Regions from separate parts of the Mus musculus genome. Here region 2 is linked to region 1. A link is a contact called in public HiCAR-type data. All regions are on one chromosome and are shown on one strand. Each heading gives the region's core, a stretch centred on a gene start, on an enhancer-like site or on the middle of the called end of the contact. The rest is flanking DNA. Distances are from core to core; before and after follow the strand shown.

The links. HiCAR-type assays count read pairs that join an accessible place to other places.
Region 2: a contact with region 1 is called in a HiCAR-type map of fibro-adipogenic progenitors, with 2.9 times the contacts expected there. The contact joins two enhancer-like sites. A contact is called at or near these places in 1 of 15 datasets of contacts at CTCF or cohesin (CD8 T cells), 4 of 484 Hi-C or Micro-C datasets (cerebral cortex, forebrain, nephron progenitors and 1 more) and 2 of 115 datasets of contacts at active chromatin or transcription factors (embryonic stem cells and fibro-adipogenic progenitors).

What each region holds. Positions count from the first base shown.
Region 1 is chr16:49,904,948-49,907,602 of GRCm38.p6, reverse strand. Cd47 (CD47 antigen (Rh-related antigen, integrin-associated signal transducer)) reads right to left here. Exons shown (of 9, transcript NM_001368415.1): 8 at 791-822. Among named protein-coding and RNA genes, the nearest start is that of Gm19723, 50 kb to the left of the region's middle. Within about 2 kb of position 1,327, at least 133 of the 459 cell types and tissues checked have an H3K27ac peak or open chromatin away from gene starts, as enhancers often do. A contact at or near this core is called in cerebral cortex and fibro-adipogenic progenitors, where this site is marked.
Region 2 is chr16:50,009,271-50,011,925 of GRCm38.p6, reverse strand. No RefSeq gene overlaps it. Among named protein-coding and RNA genes, the nearest start is that of Gm6936, 30 kb to the right of the region's middle. Within about 2 kb of position 1,340, at least 72 of the 459 cell types and tissues checked have an H3K27ac peak or open chromatin away from gene starts, as enhancers often do. A contact at or near this core is called in cerebral cortex and fibro-adipogenic progenitors, where this site is marked.

The sequences.
Region 1 (2,655 bases), core at 78-2,577:
GTGGCTAACACAGCTGTGTCACCAGTCTCCTCAGAATAAGAGGCAGAGGTGAATTAACACATTCTCCCAAGCCCGCCCTTTGGGCGTGTCCTTAGAGGCTGCCAGAGTTATCTGCCAGTCACTGTGGACAGGAAGCTGAGTCCAATATACTCCCACTTCAGATCTTAATTCCATGTAAGAACTCTCAGGTCTGTCACCATGGTGAGTTTATACAGTAATTTTTTTTCTCATACATTTCCTCCTGAATTTGATCTTTTTCTTAGAATTTTCCCAAAGACCTTATGGAGGTATTCAAATACAATAAAACCTTTAGGAAGGAAAAATGCTGATAAAATCGTAGGTCATTATTTGGAATGGATCTCTTCAACAACATATACCTTACAGACTATACTTTTTAAGGAAGTCAATTTAACACAAACTTTTCTTCCTTAATGTCGTGCTCAAAACTGTCACTCTATAAACTCACATCACACAAATCCAACAGATGGGGAGACACAGTGGAATCAGCTTCCTGCTGATGGAAGAGATAATTATATTCCCCCTCATAGATTCTGCATCTACATAGGGAGTACAAACTTACAGGGACACTTCTGTCTCATCAGTACTTAAATGCCTCAAGGTAAATCTTATGACACAAACAGACCTATTCATACACAGGCCCTGAAATGACTTCAGCATTGCCTTAATTTGATGTCACATTAAGCATAGAACCAAACAGTCCAATGTTCCAACCCCTCATTTTAATCCACCAAACAACTGCTTTTAATTAATTTCATAAACTTGGACTTACCCTAGGAGGTTGGATAGTCCTCTGGTTGGAAGCTGGTATAAATAAAAGCATAAATGCAACCAATAAGATACATAAAGCAATATAATACTTAATTTTAAGATAACATACATGTTCAGGACTAAAGCCAGAAGGTACTAGAGACTCCAGTGCAGGAGTTGTAGCTTTGATGGTCTACTTGAAAACTACAGAGGACTCTTGATTAAATGCATTGACAGGAGAAAAGCAAAGAGATGCCTACAGCAAATAAAAAAAAATAGACTCACTCATGTGCACATGCCTCTCTCATGTCAGATACCTGTCATACCTCATGTTGAAGAGAGGCTGTCAACTACTCACTGTTACCAGGGTACCATCTCTTTCTCCTTCCCAGCTGGGATGGCCAGAATAGGGCAACGAGTGACTTCCCCTCTCTCAACACACTCTCCTTGTTCCGAACTGAGCAGCCTTTTCTTCCTTTCTCTCATATTCCCAGTCCTCAAAGCTCTAGGCAGCTAGCACGCTACAACAAAGCATGAGCCCTTCAACGCCCCCTCCCTCCCTCCCTCCCTCGAGCTTAGAGCTACCCCAGATTGGTAGTTTCAAACCAAACCAGGGCTCCTCCCTCTGTGTATTCCTCCCTGGTGTTTTGAGTTGCAACCTTTACTGCTTCTGCACAGATTAGCTAATGAAGATGCAATAATAGAGGGCAGGAACTAAATGACAAGAGGGAAAAGAACAACATTAGACTGGTTTTAAAAAAAGACAAGAAAAAAGAAAAGAAAACTTCCTTGTAAAACCAGTTCAGGGAGCCATAGAGAGCAAGGAAAGCAGGTCTTAACACATAGCCTGTGTCCCAAGAACAGGAAAACGTGACCAGAAATAGTCTCTCAACAACTCAGGATTCTTTTCCTAGGCACAATTTCCTACCCCACCCATCTCAGTTTGAGAACTCCAAGCTTCCAGGTTTTTTAAACAGTGTAAGCACTCCGAGAGCCACAGCGGAATACACAATGTAGTTTTAAGGCAGGAGCAATGCAGAGTAATTTCCCAGTCATTCTGGACTGCCGAGAAACAGTGTTAGGGCTTATAGGATTCCACAGAAACCCAACTGGCTAGCACACAGAGGCACGCCCAAGACAGCCAAGTTCCCCTACCCTGCCCGTGCAGACTCAGCAAGCGTCTAACGCTAATGAAGACCAGGCTTTCTCAAACTGGAAAAGTGCAGCCACCAGGCCAGACATACACATCACATTACCACTAGAATTAGAAGAGGTTAAATTACAAACAACTAGAAACATAGGGATAGGAGGGACAGGTTTCAAAAGAAGAGAGAAAGTAGGCAAGGAAGAATTTGGAGTGGTGGGAATGAAGAAAGAAGCAGCTATGGAGTGTATCACACAGTTAGGCAGGAGATTGGGAGAAAAATGCAGTCATTCTTAAGTTACGTAAACTGAACTCAAGTAACAGGGAGAAGTAAGTGCTCAGCTATAAATGAGGCAGTTACCCCATCCCCCATTGAGGCCCAGGGAACACTGGGGAAGAAAGGGCAGAAGGAAGATAAGGGGTGGACGACAGAAACCAGAGCTACATGACTGCTATCTTCTGGGCATGCTACACACATTCTAACCATGAACCCAACGCAATTACACTTGCCTGCAGTACACCTCAACAAGACTGGGCCTGTCAGAAGCCAGGTGCTGATGGGGGGGGAGGGGGACCCAAGAGGCCTGGATCCCTTCCATCAAAGAAATGGCTAAGGAAAGATTCTGAGCCCTGGAGAGGCATTCCCTCAGCTGAATAAATACTCATGAGCCTGTCGGGCTCCAGTAGACCATTCCAAACTCATGGTCACTTAGATGGCCCTGGTTAAACCCATTGAGTCTTAA
Region 2 (2,655 bases), core at 91-2,590, 100 kb before region 1:
CATTGTCACTCTGACCACAAAGTAACTCAAGTGAAGGCCTTAGACCTTTAGCTTATACAGTTGCTACCCATATAAATGTTTTCTCTCCCTTTCCCAATAAAGAGAGTAATGGAAAGGATTATCTATGTATCTATCTATGTATCTATCTATGTATCTATCTATGTATCTATCTATGTATCTATCTATGTATCTATCTATCTATCTATCTATCTATCTATCTATCTATCTATCTATCTATCTACATATATATACACATATGTATACATATATATATCTCCTTTTGTGTACTGAGTTGCATTGAATGTACTGTATATGCCTAGAGTTGAGGTTTCTGGCCACTGTTTATGTTACCATCTCAACCTAATGCATTTCTAGGTCTGTACCAAATCCCTGTCAACAAATGCATTTTATGAAGACATAGCTTATAAGCTCTAGGTATGTATATTCCCAGGCTTATGTGAAACCTGAATCATTCAGGGAGCTGAGTGAAAGAAAACACGAAACTATGAATTCCTTCCTGAAGACCTGAAGAAGTACTATTTTTAAGAACTTGTATGACAATATTTCCCTTATGAAATCTTATCCAGTATTTGTCCTTGGCTGCTTAATTAATGGGGAGATAAAAGTGGCATGTAATCAGCTTATGAACGGAAGGAAGACATGGGCGTCTTAAATGATTGCAAAGATTGTTCTCTTAAGTGGGTTAAGGAACTCCTAGTTTCCTAGTGACCCTTTCCAGATTCTTAATTAACACAGTGTATCCTTCTTCATTGGGGAAAAAAAATCAGCAGAAGTGTTTGAAATACAGGCTTCGGTATATAAACCAAGGATGATTCACTGAGTCTACATTTTTTTTCTATACATTTTATCAAAGGAAGGAGCAAATTGGCTCAGTCTACATTGCTGGCAGCACCATCTTGAAGCAAAATGTTGGACAAGGTCTCCTGGCAAACAGTGGCCACTGCCCTTTTGCCCAGAAAAGGGGGTACTGTTGTACCAGCTGGAGCCCTATGCTGGCGGGCGGCAGTCTGCAGTGCTGCCTACTCATGCTAATGATCTCAGACCAATGCTGCTCTTACTGGGACGTGGGAGGAGAGCAGACCATGCCAAATTCTTGCACAAGGTCAAATGTTTCTGGAGAAAGAAAGCCAGGGTTAAATTAGCAGTCAGGCTGAGATGGGGGGTCACTGTGTGGTAGAATACAATCCAGTTCTGGTGAGTCTGCAAAGTCAATGGAGAGAGCAATAAAAAGTAATTACGAACGCATTTCTCAACTTGGAAAGCCAGCCACATCTCACACCAAGGCCAGATTCAGAGCCCTTCTGTTCCAAGGATGTTGGAGCAGGCTCAGGGACAGGAAGGGATTGTGTAAGCCAGCCGCTTCTCCCTGGCTTTGGAACCATGCACCCTGAAAGCAAAATGCATCTTGAAAGAGAAAAATGAAGGACATGTCTTTTTGAATTCCCCCTTTAATAGAAACATATTTTGTATCTACAATATACCCATGTTTTTAGGGCTGCTCACTAGTAAAAACAAAATCAGCATCAAAGCAAAGGAAGGGGAACCCTTTTAGGAAAATGTAAGCCATGGCAAACCTAAAATACCTCAGCTCTGCCCTGCTTACCAACATCAGGACCGCAGAGAAGCTGCTTGTGGGAGGGATGCATCCAAAGGGAGGAGGTGGAAAAAAAGAAGTCGTGGGAGGAAGAAGCGTTGATCTCTGGTGTCAGGGAGAAATTCGTGACAGAATTGACTGTTTTGGATTGACTATTTTGACAGTTGATTTTTTTACCTCCCCCCAGTCCCATCCCCGCAACTCCAGAATCATGACAGACAATTGCAGAACATCAAATTGATGAGTGAACACTTCATCAGATCTGGTTGCCTTAACAACTAAAATAGCCAAAATGTTAAGACAGTCAAACGGGATTGATTATTTTTTGATACAATCTGTGGGTGGTTGACCCAGGAATTCTCAGTCTAATCCCACCTATAAACAGAGGCTCTATCAGCAAGAAAGCAGGCATCAATCACCCGGATCCGTCCCATCCTCCAACGCCCCTGGAAGGCTGAGAAGCACCAGCAGCAGCAGCCTCTGGATGTCTCTAGGTGATGGGTGGCACAGGAAGCAGCCATCTGTGAGAGCTGGGATTCTGATCCCCGCAGCTTCTAGCAAGATAAGAGTCTGGCTTGGGTGGAAAAACAGATTGCCCCAAATCGTCGTCTAGAGGTGCTGAATCATGCATGAATGTCAGGGCATGATGCCAGCCATGGCAACTTTTCCTGAGGGCTTTATCTGGTATGAACCCAGAGAGTTCTGGGTTAGGATTTTTTTTTTCAAACTCACAGAGATAATTGTTGTGTCATACACCCAAAGGGAAATTAAATCTCGCTCGTAATTGGTATTTGCTGGCATCTTAAAGACAAGAGAAAGTTCACCTTAGATTCCTTAAGATCTTGAATTAAAACGTTTCCACTAGAGCCTGCTATAATGACACATGCCTGTAAATCCAAGAGGTCAGGTGACTGAGGTAGAAGGATTGCAAGTTTGAGGCTAGTCTGACTTACCTGGTGAGTTCAGGGGTCATTTCCAAGGTGGGTCCCTCTCTCAAAAATCTACAGAATCTTGAAAAATCCAAGTTTCACCAACATGCC